4 separate regions of the Mus musculus genome follow, and all the other regions are linked to region 1. The links are chromatin contacts, called in public HiCAR-type and promoter capture Hi-C maps. All regions are on one chromosome and are shown on one strand. The core of a region is the stretch at or near the end of the contact, and the rest is flanking DNA. Distances in the headings are between cores, read along the strand shown. Region 1 holds the start of Pus7 (pseudouridylate synthase 7). Region 2 holds the start of Smarcd3 (SWI/SNF related, matrix associated, actin dependent regulator of chromatin, subfamily d, member 3). Region 3 holds the start of Atg9b (autophagy related 9B). Region 4 holds the start of Kcnh2 (potassium voltage-gated channel, subfamily H (eag-related), member 2).

Evidence for each region. Promoter capture Hi-C pulls out the DNA fragments that hold promoters and counts their contacts. HiCAR-type assays count read pairs that join an accessible place to other places. Capture Hi-C pulls out chosen DNA fragments and counts their contacts.
Region 2: a contact with region 1 is called in a promoter capture Hi-C map of liver, with 2.1 times the contacts expected there. The contact joins the promoter of Smarcd3 here to the promoter of Pus7 in region 1. A contact is called at or near these places in 2 of 484 Hi-C or Micro-C datasets (CD4 T cells and embryonic stem cells), 2 of 115 datasets of contacts at active chromatin or transcription factors (bone marrow-derived macrophages and extraembryonic endoderm stem cells) and 1 of 9 other capture datasets (liver).
Region 3: a promoter capture Hi-C map of pre-B cells shows a contact between it and region 1, with 2.9 times the contacts expected there. The contact joins the promoter of Atg9b here to the promoter of Pus7 in region 1. A contact is called at or near these places in 2 of 39 promoter capture datasets (the C10 cell line and pre-B cells) and 2 of 9 other capture datasets (adipose tissue and liver).
Region 4: a contact with region 1 is called in a HiCAR-type map of astrocytes, with 2.5 times the contacts expected there. The contact joins the promoter of Kcnh2 here to the promoter of Pus7 in region 1. A contact is called at or near these places in 1 of 484 Hi-C or Micro-C datasets (CD4 T cells), 1 of 115 datasets of contacts at active chromatin or transcription factors (astrocytes) and 1 of 9 other capture datasets (adipose tissue).

What each region holds. Positions count from the first base shown.
Region 1 is chr5:23,782,258-23,785,443 of GRCm38.p6, forward strand. Pus7 (pseudouridylate synthase 7) reads right to left here and starts at 1,454. Exons shown (of 16, transcript NM_178403.5): 1 at 1,255-1,454.
Region 2 is chr5:24,600,413-24,603,598 of GRCm38.p6, forward strand. It overlaps Smarcd3 (SWI/SNF related, matrix associated, actin dependent regulator of chromatin, subfamily d, member 3), which reads right to left and starts at 1,590. Exons shown (of 13, transcript NM_025891.3): 1 at 1,369-1,590. The coding sequence starts at 1,446.
Region 3 is chr5:24,390,391-24,393,576 of GRCm38.p6, forward strand. It overlaps Atg9b (autophagy related 9B), which reads right to left and starts at 1,753. Exons shown (of 14, transcript NM_001002897.3): 1 at 980-1,753; 2 at 814-857; 3 at 627-691; 4 at 72-233. The coding sequence starts at 1,526.
Region 4 is chr5:24,349,868-24,353,053 of GRCm38.p6, forward strand. It overlaps Kcnh2 (potassium voltage-gated channel, subfamily H (eag-related), member 2), which reads right to left and starts at 1,737. Exons shown (of 15, transcript NM_013569.2): 1 at 1,341-1,737. The coding sequence starts at 1,416.

The DNA of each region.
Region 1 (3,186 bases), core at 204-2,703:
ACGAGTGCTGAACGCTGGCACTGACCCAAGCCTAGCAGCTCCAGGCCAGCCTGGTCTACATAGAGAATTCCAGGACTGACAGTCCACATAACAGAGAGACTCTGCCTCAACCCTTCCCCCAAAGAGAGAGAGAGAGAGAGAGAGAGAGAGAGAGAGAGAGAGAGAGAGAGAGAGAGAGAGAGAGAGAGAGAGAGAGATGTTCAGAGGGGAACTCAAGTGGCCGTCCCTCTCCTATAAGGGCAGCACTCAAAAGGCTGAGAAAGACTTGTGTCTCTAGTTCAAGCCAGCCTGGTCTACATAGTAAGTCCTATCTCAAGACAAAAGAGGTTTATGTATTCAAATAAACTTGTTAAGTTAACAAATTCTGACTGTTGGTTATTTGCTAATGACTGCACATAGTTTCCCCTCTTTCTCACTACAGTGAACAGTCTGATATTTGACAGCTCCTTCGTTAGTAAAACCATTGCCCTGACATTGAGGCATAGTGTTTTACGGATGGCCACAGATTTTTGTTGTTGTTTAAGAGTGGGAACAAAACAAAGTAGCACCTATATTTTAGAGATCTCTTTTTTAAAGAAATGGCCTTGAACTAAACCCTTCTTCCTTGACTGGCAGTAATTAAGAGCAATAACCATGTGCTGGCCATTTTAAAGGCCCCTCAGTGAAGGGCTTGGTGGTATGGACCACAGAATAAGTAGCCTGCACTGTCACCCAGCAGAGGTTGGAGAAAAGACCCCAGACGTCAGCCTGATCGCTTCTCCGTGGTTGAGAAGAGCAGCGGCCCTTAAGGCCTGCCCAGCAAGTAAAACATCTGCGCCCAGTACCCAGCACCAGGCCGGGACCAGTGCAGGCTGCTCGGACGATCTGGGAGCGCTGAGCAGGACCGGGGGAAGGCTGGTTTGTTTTTCTAACAGGGAATTGAGTTTGGGGAGTGCCTGAGGCACCACAAAGCAAGGAAGAAGTGGAAAAAGAAGGTTCTAGCCCACAGCGGCGCGGCCAGAGGATCGGGACGCGGCGCCGCTTAACGAACGGCGGGGATCAGGGCGAATAGCCGGGATCGGGGAGCATGGATCGGGAACTAGGGGTCCGGGATCAAGGATCCGGGTGCGTGGAGCAGAAATAAGACAAGCGGGGAAGGTGGAGCTGGCGGCGGAGAAACAGGGAGCAGCGCGAGCTGCGACCACGGCCGCCCTCCCTCCCCGGCCGCGCGCCTCTCCGGAGGCCTGGGGCCACGCCGCAAAGCAGAGCACTTACCGGGAGCCTGAGGGCGCGGGCCGAGCGGAGAAGAGGACGCTCGGCTCGGGACGCGGGAGGGCGGCGGCGGTGACTCGCAGGAGGCGGCGGCCAGCGCCGACCAGCACAGGCTGCACCGCGTGGAGACGCACAGGGACGGGTTATCCCACCAGCCGCCGGGCTCGCACACGTGCGGCGCTGCGCCGCGCCGACCACGCCCCGGGGCGGGGCCCGCTCCACCGGCCCTCCGCTCCCGAGGACGCTCCGCCCATCGGCGCCTGGGAAGTGACTTGCCTTATGCAAAGAAACCTTTAGGACTTCAAAAACAGAGACTACCTTATTAGTTGTTAATTGTGCTTAAATGGGAGCTTCTTTCACAGCTATGGTTAATAGTGCATATTAATAGAATGGGTTTCTTACCTTTGACAGCTCCCCAGGAGGACTGTCTTCAAGAAGATTCCATCATAGCTGGTTAATGCTTTGGCGTAAAGAAAAATAAAATATATTTTTCTTCTCATGCTTCAAGTAGCCAACTGACCAAATCAAAGCATTCCATAGCATTTCAGGTCTAATATTTTGCCAGATTTCAACTCAGGGTAAAATAAAATATAATAAAATAAATCAAGATTTGTGGAGAGTCAAAAGCCCATAATCCAAGCACTCAGGTGATATGGACAGAAGGATCAGAAACTTAAGGGCACTTTGGGATATGTAAGGAATCCCAGGTAAACATGGCCTAGGTAAGACCCTGTTGTTTTGGTTTTTTTTAAACAAACAAACAAAAACCTGGGCAGTAATGGTACACACCGTTAATCCCAGCACTTGGGAAGCAGAAGCAGGTAGATTTCTGAGTTCGAGGCCAGCCTGGTCTACAGAGTGAGTTTCAGGACAGCCAGGGCTATACAGAGAAACCCTGTCTTGAAAAAACAAAATAGAAAAAAAAAAAAAGAAAAAGAAAACCAAACCAAAACAAACAAAATCCTGTTATTTCAGATCTTTGTATTCCTCTTAGACGTGTGTGTGTGTGTGTGTGTGTGTGTGTGTGGTGTTTGTTGTAACCATGTGTTTTACATATGTGAGGTTTGCATATGTGATGATTAGTGTTGTCAATTTGACAGAGTCTAGAATTACCTTGGAGACAAGCCCTGGTCATGCCTATGCTGGACTATCCTGACTGGGTTCATTGTAATCGTACAGGACCAGCATCGTTCCCTGACTGGAACTCTGAACGGTGTCAATCAGTAGTTCCTTAACCCCTTGGGGTTCCAGTGGCCCTTTCAAGGGGTTGCCTAAGACCATCAAAATATCAAAAACTAAGGTCCATGTACAGTTCTGAGTTTGTGGAGACCTGAGGCCCATCATGGTGCTTTCCGCTTTCACTCTCTACCTTAGTTACTTATTATTATTGTGTGTTTATGATGTGGGCATGCGTACATGTGGAGGCTGGAGCATAGTCTGCAGAAGCTGGTCCTCTCCTTCTACCTTACATGGTTTCTGGGGACGGAAGCCAAGTCGTCAGGCTTGCTTGGCAAGTGCCCTTACCTCCGATCCATCTCCATGGCCCCTTCACCCTACTTTTTGTAAATAATTTTCATTGATCCTGGAGCTCAACTGGACTGGTTAGCTGGCAAGTCGAAAGATCTTATCTCTGTCTCTCTACTGCTTGGATTACACAGATCTGCTGTGACCAGCTTTCTACATGACTAGCAGGATCTGAACACAGGTCCCCACTGTATTGACTAAACTGTCTCCTGAGTCCCACACTTGCTTTTAAAATATGGATTTAGTAGAAAGATCCAGCTAAATGAGTCACTTCTTAGTTACTGTCCTACTGCTATGATGAGACACCACCTCCAAAGGAAATTATAGAAAGAAGAGTTTATTGGGTCTTACAGTTTCAGAGGGTGTGTCCACAGTAATCCTGGCAGCTGGTAGGTAGGCAGCAGCTGGGAG
Region 2 (3,186 bases), core at 340-2,839, 820 kb after region 1:
GTCAAACAGGCCTGTCCCTGAACTTGCCTCCCCCATTCCACCTGACTCTGTCACTCACAGCACCAATGTCACCAGCGTGGAAGCTCAAGCCTAGCCATTCTCCATCACTATAGAGGGGACTCTAATCATCCAAGAACCGAACTACCAAGTTGACCACATTCAATTCCATATGCAGAGCCTCTTCACTGGATGGTAGTCTTTAAAGCAACTACTCTTAAGCAGCTAGGTCAGGATTGGTAACTCCACTAACCCATAGGGCTGCCTTGGAATTTATACCCCAGAGATCCCTATGGCTAGAGAACAGGCTGCCACAGAGAAGCCCTCTTCCCTATCAGCCACTCTCCTATTCATCAAGGCCACTGATACTGTTGGGTCTAATGAGGCCCTGAGAAGAAGGCTTCTAGGGGCCCCCAGGAGCCTGCCATCAGTAACAGCCTCATAAGGGTCAGATTCTGGGGGCCCTTGCCTCTCACTGAAATGGTGCTTCCTGGAGTCACAACCAAATTTGGCCATAGTAAATATGACTGACTCTTCCCTCCATATGCCCAGGCTTAGAGCTCCTCACAGCAGGCTCTCCACCTCAATAGGTTCCTGGGTACCCTCAGACTCCTCACATGTCTTCGTGAGTGTGTGAGTGTGTGTGTGTGTGTGTGTTAGAACGGTATAGTACTATCCCTTTGGTTTCTAGGCCTCATGTCCCCAACTCCTGCCCCTCCTTCACACCTTTGAGGTGTTAAGGTCATCAACTTCTGGTGGCTGAGCCTGCCAAGGAGATCTTCTGACTGCTTAACTTGAGGTCTCACAAGTAGACCCTTCTCAGCTCTGACAGCAGGGCCAAGTCCTCAAGGCCCTCCTGCTAGGATGCAGAGGTTGTTCAGCAGAGAGCTTTTGCTCTTAGGTCACCTGCTCCTAGCTGCTCAGACCTAGTCGGAGTGACCCTGTCCCAAAGGATGAACAGGGACAACAGGCAGCCCTGCCCTAGCTGTGTGTTCGAGTCACCACCCCACCCCCACCCCCAGGGCAGGGGTAACACCTGAGCCCACCAGTAAAAGAATGTGAGACATGTCAGTTACAGAGGGGACCCCCCTCTTGGGGGAGGCACGGTGCCCACATCCCACCCCTTGCCCCTGAGAAGAACCCAAGCCGACGCCTCTCTTCCCGGCCGCCGCGCGCCCATCCCCAGCCGACCGCTTGGCGACGTGTTCGGATGCCAGGGCGCCCGCAAGGTCCCAGGGTTGGGCCGTGACCGTGCGCCCCTCAACCAAAGGGGTGGGAGAGCCGGAGCGCGCCGGCGGCCCCTCCCGATCATCCCTCCATTCAGCCCGAGCCAGCTCGCTCACCCTCCCCCGCTAACTTTCCCCCACTCACCACCCCATGGACCAGAAACTCAAAAAGTTTGCTTTTCGTGGCTTTGCGCGCCCCTCCGGCAACTTCGTCCGCGGCCATCGGGGTGGGCTCAGCGGCTCCTCTCACTCTCTCTCTCTCTTCCTCTTTCTTTCCCTTTTCTGCCTTTTTTTTCCTCCAACTCTCCCCTCTGAGTCCTGCTGGGCTCTCTCACACTTCTACTCGAGCGGAGTGGGGAGGGGGCCCCTTCAGGGCTGCCCTGACGGCCCACGGCCCACGCCGCCGCCGCCGCCCGCCCGCCGCCGCCGCCGCCGCGGCTGCCGCATTCCTGCACTGATAAGACAGAAATAGTCCGGCGGCCCGGGGTCTGCCTGCGACGCGCCGGGGACGGAGCGGCCCTCCTGTGCACTCCGCGTGGTCCAAGCGGCGCACAGAAGCGGCGAGACGAGCCGATCTGCCCGGAGGCTGCGCGATGGGCAGCTGCGCTGCGCCCAGGCCGCCCGGGGCCCATCGGTGGCGGCTCGGGGAGGGAACACCACGGGAGGTGACAAGGGGCTCGCCAGCCACTCTGCCCTCGCCACAAATAGTTTCTCGGTTAGGGAATTCGCCGACATGGCCAGGCAGGGAACAGACAGTTCCAACTTTTTTCCCCCAAGTGGCTCCTGCAGCATTTCTGAGGCCCTTTCCCCTGGGACCAGGCAGGCCAAGTAGGGAAACATTTGCTGGAAGGAATCTGGGGGGGAACCCGAGCCCGAAGCAGGCCTTGCTCCTGTCCCAGGGCCAGCGCGGTGGGTGTGCCGGGCTAGGCGGGCTCCCGGGCGCCCGCAGATGTGTGTGCCCTTGTCTCGCACACCGTGTGTCTGCACCCTTTTGTGGCACGGCGCAGAGGCTGTGGGTGTGGATGTTTATGTGCGTGCACTGACAAACGCCCAGTCTGTGTGCTTCCCTTCACAAGAGCCGCCGAGCCTGCGCGCGTGCGTGCGGGGCAGGACACGGCCTGTGTCTTTCAGCTCTGTTGGAGTCTATTTCTGGGCTTGTGAGTCTTTGTTTGTCTCTGTGCGAGAAAGTGAGGGCAATAGGGGAAATATTTCCGAAAAGGGGACATGGACTGGACTCATGAGAACAGGAGGAGTACATTGTGAGGAATGGCGCGGATCCAGGGTGGGTACTTGGGTGGGTAGGAGGAAAGGGTGAGGCAAGCAGGGCTTGATGGCTTTGGCGCGGAGACCCAGAGAGCTCGGGATTGGTGAAGTCCGCCCCAGAACCGAAGAGAAAGCAGGAGTGTGGGGTAGGAAGACGAGGAAACCCTAAATGGGACAGTGTGGATAGAACTGGCCATCCCTGGAGGGGAGGAAGAACAGAAAGGAGGGGACAAATCCTGAGATCCCTAGGTTGAGCCCAAGCTCCGCCCATTCCACAAGCCACGCCTGTCCCCACCTTCTGAAGGAGGAGTCCGCGGGTTTCAGGACAATCAAGGGTCAGGTTTATGGGCTAGCTGGGGCTGCCGCTGAGAGAGGGACAATGCCTGAGGGAACTTGTGGGAACACATACAATTTGAGCCCTCAAGACCCATTGCACCGAGGGACCCTAACCTTTGGCCCTTCAGAATGTCTTCATGGGTCAGGATAAGGAGCAGAGGAATGCTCTCCCAGTCTATTTGGCCTGTATCTTTGTTTCCTGCAGGTCCTGTTAGTATGCCTAGCTGTCATTGTCCTTTCAGGTGGCCACTGTCACCGTGAAAGACTAGAGAAAACATCTTCTTAGATGCTATGGGGGACAGTATTCCAGGATGGGCAGACTCCAGCAGCAGCAGACAGTAACGGTGGTGGCTGGAAAGATAAC
Region 3 (3,186 bases), core at 503-3,002, 610 kb after region 1:
TGTGGGGAGGTCCCTTTCTTCCTATCCTTTTGTGACCTTACTCCAGAGGCAGCCACTAGATTGTCACTTACTTCTCTGCACACTGGGCCGAGGGTAGAATGGCATCTGACAAGGTCACTTTGCTGTGTAATGGTCCACGTCTTGTATGGTTCTTTGGTTGGTTGTTGAAGAGAACATTGTAATCCACGCAGCGAAGGAGGAAGGTTGTAAAGGTGACAATGAAAATGAACTGCCTGAGGAAAGGATGCAGGAGAGGTCTGCTCAGGCTAGGGGCATGACGGACGGACAGACTCCTAGCCCAGACACCAGACAGGCTGCAGCTCTATTTGGCCCCCTGGCCCTTCAGAGCCCCAACCAAGCCTAAAACTGAAAAGAAGAGCTGGGGCATAGCTCAGTTGACAGAGTCTGCCTAGCATATAAAGCCCCGGATTTCATCTCCGGCACCACGTAAACTGGGTACAGTACTGTGCCTGTAATTCTAGCACATAGGAAGTGGAGGCAGGAGGGACAGGAATTCAAGTCTAGCCTAGGATACATGAGACCCTGGGTCAAAAAATCAATAAAGTAGAATAAATACTAAAATCAAGAAGAAAGAGCAGAGCTTAGGGATAGGACTGGCTTCTCACCCCAGCTGGAAGACATCCTCCAGCAGGATACAGGCAAAGCCATTCCGCTGATGATAGCTGTAGATGTGGCAAGTTTGTCAAGAAATTTGCCTAAGCCTACGGACTCTTCCCGTAGAAACTTCCCCCACTCTTCCCTGCTCCACAGTCCCCCCACCATGCCCCTCTGCATGCTGGGCACAAAGGATATCTTGGTGAAAAAACTGTCCAGGTTCTGGATGTGATGCCAGGAACCTGGGCACAGAGAAACAGTGTCAAGACTTGGCATTGTCCCATTTGTGATTAATTTCTCTATCAAACCCAAACCTGCCTCGACCCCCTAACCCACCCAACCTTCCATATACCCACACACTCACCGCGGAGTCCTTCGGGTACATGAAGCAAGGGTTGGTGGTCCTCCCCATGGATAGGGGAGTCTTGAGACCCCTCAGGGTCACAGTCCTCTAGCCGTTCATAGTCCTGCTCAGGGATCAGAGGGCCCATCCGCAGCCCAGGATGGTCCTGGGGGCGCGGGCAGGAGGGAGGGGGAGTGGCCGAGGCCAGGGGTGGGGTGGAGTGGGACCCCCACGAGGGGGAAGCAGAGGTGTGTATCATTGTGGGATGGGCCTGCGTTGAGGGTGTGGTCGGGGTGGGTAAGACATTGTGTGGAGTCTGAGAAGCCCCTGCCTCCTGAATCACCAGGCAGGGAGACCCTGAGGCCGGAGGGAACACTGAAGAGGAGCAGCTTCTTGTGCGAGGGGCAGGGGACAGAGAGAAGACAGAGATCCTCCTTCCCCCAGTTCCCCGGCATGGAGAAGCAGGCAGTGGCAGTGCCATAGGGAGCAGAGGCACTGAGCTGGGCCCCAAGTCTCCCCACCGCCCCCGTTGCCTCCTGCTCCCCCCCCACCCCGTTCGTCTCACCATCAGGCCGCAGCTTCTCTTGAGAGGTTGAAGGGACTGGACTGCTGTTGTTTCCACAGAGGTCAGTGAAGCTGAGCGGAGACTTCAACAAGGAGCAGGACAACAACAGCACTAGGTGACTCAGGCTGGGCAGGCCTCAGGCATGCCAACCCTCAGCCACCTGTGTGATCACTCACACTCCTTGCAAGGCAACCTGGGGCCCAAGCCCCATGCCTGGGACGGACACCAGTTTAGGAGGCAGGGGCTCAAGAGCTATTGGGATTAGAAGAGACACCTATGATCTCTGCTTTCAGTCCTCAAGGGCACAAGTGGCAAAGACAGGGCAGCTGCAACAAAAATAATATGCACAGAGAGCAAAATCCTATCAGAGGGCTCTAGCATGTGCAGACAAAATAGTGAAGCTCTCGTTCCTACAATTGCACTCCCATCCCTTCACACCTGTGGGCACCAGTCAGTAGAGAATGATTTAAGGCCACATGCCCAAACAGGAGGTGCATTCAGATTTCCCAGCACTTAGGAGGAGACAGAGTAGCGGGATCAGGAGACTGAAGCTGTTCTGGGCAACATCTGACCCTATCTTAAAAAAAAAAAAAAAAAAAAAAAGCTGTATATTTTCTTTCTCTGAATGAAAGAGGGCAGACTTTGTGGTTAGCCAGGAGAAAACAAGGAGTAAAAGGAAGGAGTGCTAGCCATCCTAGATTGGAGCTTAAGGAAAAAAGGCTGGTTCCTTGAGAGTTCCACTGTATCTTCCTTATCCTCTTGAACCCTGATGTACTCTCCTCCAGTCCTGACCTGGTGTCGGGGCCTCCTGAGACACGTCAGCGCAGGAAGGCAGGGGCCTTGAGAGGATAATTTGGGTGTGTGGGGATGGACTGGCTCAGTTGAGTTCTTTGTTGTTGCCTCACCCGGGAGGAGGAGGCCCAGGTGGCTGGTCTGATGGCTTGCCCAACGCCATTCCCAAGGCCATGAGTCACCAACTGCCCTACTGAAGCCCATGCCTGAGATATTGACTTATGGAGCAGGTGTCAGGGCCTCCAGCGATCAAGCCAGTATCTCAGAGGCGGAGAGGAAAACTGTGCTTCCTAGAGCATTTCCTGGAGGAGCGTGGAGGACATCCATGGAACATCCCACAGGTTTATCCCAGACTGCCTGATTTTCTTATATAACAAGAGTTCATGACTCCCATACTTTTGTGTCTAGGTAAGGTGCAAAGCTATGCTTTGTGGCAAAATGGAATCCCAAGGAAGTGGGCGTGGGGGGGTACCCCGGTGGCAGGAAATTCCCATGATCTTTCTGAGACCTCTAGAGAGAGAGAGGTTAAGTGTGGCTTTAGCTGGTACCTCCCTCTGACATTACTCACATATAGTATATACTTGCTTAAGACTACCTCTACACACATCCTTATCTCCTCAGCCCCAAACTCAAGCAAATTCTGGCTCATTGCTCTGTCTAGTTTCACTCTGCTCATTCCAGAGCATGACTTTGCGACCCTCAGCTCAAGAAAAATTGAGTCCCGGAAGCACCACCAATAAATGACAATGATACTAGTAACATAACAATGTTCAAATGTCCAGATGGATTACCAGAGAGTAAATGTGAGCTAGAAACAGCACCCCCTGGTGGACAGTGGACAATAGCGTGCCTTTCTCGCGTGGAGGGGAAC
Region 4 (3,186 bases), core at 487-2,986, 570 kb after region 1:
TCTCCACTCCTACTGAGCCTAAGGTGTCCAGAGTACCCACCACCCACAGGAGAAAAGTGAGCCCCCCCCCCCCAGACTAGGAGAAGAGAACAAAGTTCCTTTGAAGGCAAGTCCCACTCTACCCCACCACTTGACTGAAGGCCTAAAATACAGATCCTGGCGAGACCTCACAAGCCCTGTAGTTTATCACCTTGTTCACAAATGTGGAAACTGAGGCTTTGAGTAGGAAGAGTCACTCAAGGTCATCTGGCAGTCAGTGGCAGAGGCGGGGCCAGAAGCCAAGCCTCTAGGACCCAGTCCAAGATCTTCTCAGATTCTGCCCCTGCCTACCTAACTGGTAGGAAAAGAAAGCCCGAGCAAGGGCCTGCCCCCTGCCCTTAGGCCTGCACCACCTCTTCGGGATCATCCTGTTCTCTGTCTAGGGACAATGCTGCCCATCCAACTGAGCCCTCCCTCCCAACACAGTAAAGCACACATTGTCCTGTGTGCACAGGGTCACAGGCAAGGAATGTCACCCTCCTGCTCCAGGGGCCCTTTGCAGTCACACACTCTGTGGCACATGCAGCCTTGAGGACAGGCACACCAACACCAAACATTCACCTAGCCTAGGACACATTTCTGGAAGTCTCCCTTGCCAGGTCCGAATAAGGGGAGTTGTAGTCACCCAAACCCAAAGGGGCTTGGGGTACCATCCCCAGCAGGAAAGTCCACCACACTGGAACTCCATGGCCAGCCTGTTCGCCCCAAAGCCAGCTTCAGGTGTGCAGCAGCCTCTCAGCACAGGGCCCACAATCTTGGGGACTTGCCGGAGACGCCTCTCCACGGCCCATGCAGACTCGAATTCATTAGTGACACAGGGATTTGACCATATACTTGTCACACACTCAAGAGCAGATTTGGTCACTAATCCTACACCTCTAGTTTTAGTCTGTCACATACAACACAGCCAAGACTGGAACGCGCAGTGTACTTTTAGGGACCAACAGCTTAGGTCATAAACAGTCTTAGGACAGCACACACACACAATCTCATCAACTCTGGACATTTAGAGTTGGAAACACCTACACATCTCATCCCACCTCCCTTTCCTGCACATTCCTGGTGTCATACTCACTCTCCGACCCCTAGCTGCAACACTAGGCCCCTTGGTCCTATGCCAGTGGTCCCTGGCACCAAGCCTTGTCCCCTTGGCTCCTGGCGTAAGTCTCAGGGCCCACCAGCCCCTACTGACTCACATTTTTGCACTGCACACGGCCCGGGCACGCCCCCCCAGCCACACTCAGCAGAACTGGACCCACCCCCCCAGACCCCCTCCCCGCCTTGCCCCCTCCCCCACTCACTCTGGCCCTCAAACTTGCGGATGATGGTGTCGAGGAAGGTGTTCTGCGGCGCGACGTGGCCCCTCCGCACCGGCATCCTGAGCCCATGGGCGGGCCGGGCGGGCCCCCACCCACCCTGGCCCGGCCCGGCCCAGCACTAGGCTTCGGGTGGCCTGGCCGGGCCGTGGTCTCCGCACCCCGCGGCCAAGCTGAGTGCGGGCGGGGCCGGAACTGGACCGAGGGCGCGGGATTCCCGCTCTGCTTAGTGGCTGCCGGCTCCGGACCCTGGGCCGGGCCTGAAGCTGCTGGAGCTGCGGCGCCGGCACACCTGTCTGTCGACCCGGGCTGGTGGTGCCACGGGCCCGGCTGCACCTCGTCCCCGCGCCGCGCTCCGCCCGCTCCAGCGCCGGGCTCCCGGCTCACGCCTGCCCGCCGCCGCCGCGCCGACAGCCGCTCCAGCGCCCGCGGCTCGGGCAGCGCCTGCGGCTTGGTCCGGCGGCTGAAGGGTTAATGCGGCGCGCGCCCCTCCGGCTCCGGCCCCCGCCTCCCGGCCCCCTCCTGTCGCCGCGCGCCGGCAGCACCGCCCTCTCCCCGCCACCCCGAGCGCCCGCCCTTCTTATTGGCTGAGCCGCGCCGAGCGCTCCCGGAGTCCCAACCCCTCGCTCCGCTACCGCGCCCCCGGGACTCGCGCTCCGCCGAGAGGGGGAAGGGACCTTTAAGTAGGGGAACGGTGAGGACAGGTGCGATGGTCGGTTTGGAGGTGACCAGGGAGAAGGGCATATCGCCCCCTCCCAGACTCAGGACTGAGAAACCCGATTTGATGGGGACAGGACCAACCCTTTATCTCCTGCTTCCCTGCTGCGCCTAGGGCAGGCTGAGTACCCACAGCTCGATGTCGGAATGTGCTGTGGGTGACGGGGTTGAGTGAGGCCTAGGCTCTGAGATGAGCCGCCCTAGGACCAGGGGACAGCCAGAAAATGGGAAGAACAGGGAATGTGGAAGCTGTAAAATTTTGAGACAAGGGTGGGTGAGCCGTAAGAGAGGCACGCCTCCCCTGTCTCCAGGGAGTTATAACCTCTCGGTGGTTATTCGAATCTCTCCATGGATGACACGTACAAAGAGACCGACAGCAGTTGCGGCCTTTTAGCTGTAAGAGCAAAGCGAGGCCCTTCCTTGAGTGCGAGGTCCCAGCCAGGGGATCCCCGTGAGCTAGAGGCCTTCCCTCCCTCTGCTGAAGGAACCTCATAGGCCCAATAGGAGGGCTTGGGGCCCCCCGAGGCGGCCCGGGCGGCCCAGCCCCCTCGGAAAACCCTGGCCTTGCCTTGGGCCCCTCCCCCTGCCAGCTGGCTCGCTCCAGCAGCAGCTCCCTTATTTAGGCAAAGAGGTCTGAGGATGCTCAAGGGCAGGCAGGGTGTCCACCAGCCGCCTGCCCACTGCCTGCCCACCGCCTGTTGGGGCCTGAGTAGGGGGCTTCGGGCGGCTGAGGTGTCCTTGATTTGAGCAGCTCAGCGACGCCTGGGGCAGGGCAAGGCCGAGAGGCGAGTGTTGACAGCTGAGCAGGCCTGCTGTGGGGAGGAGCCAGGCAGCTGGAGTTGAGGCGGCCTTGAATCCCCTCCCCTGCCTGCAACCCGGATCAGAGGCCTGTCTAGATGGATGGGGCCATGTGGGGGTTCCTGAGGGCTTGCAGCTGCCTCTGTCCTTGCAGCAAGGGGCTGGGTCTTGTCACCAGCGGGAACCTTCATTGGATGGGGGAGAGGGGGCGACGGACGGCGCAAGAAAGGTCGCCATGAGACCACGCCAGCCAGACTCTTACCTTACTCTTACTCCAGGAGCAAAATCCTGAAAACACTAAGGCCAAACAGGGCCC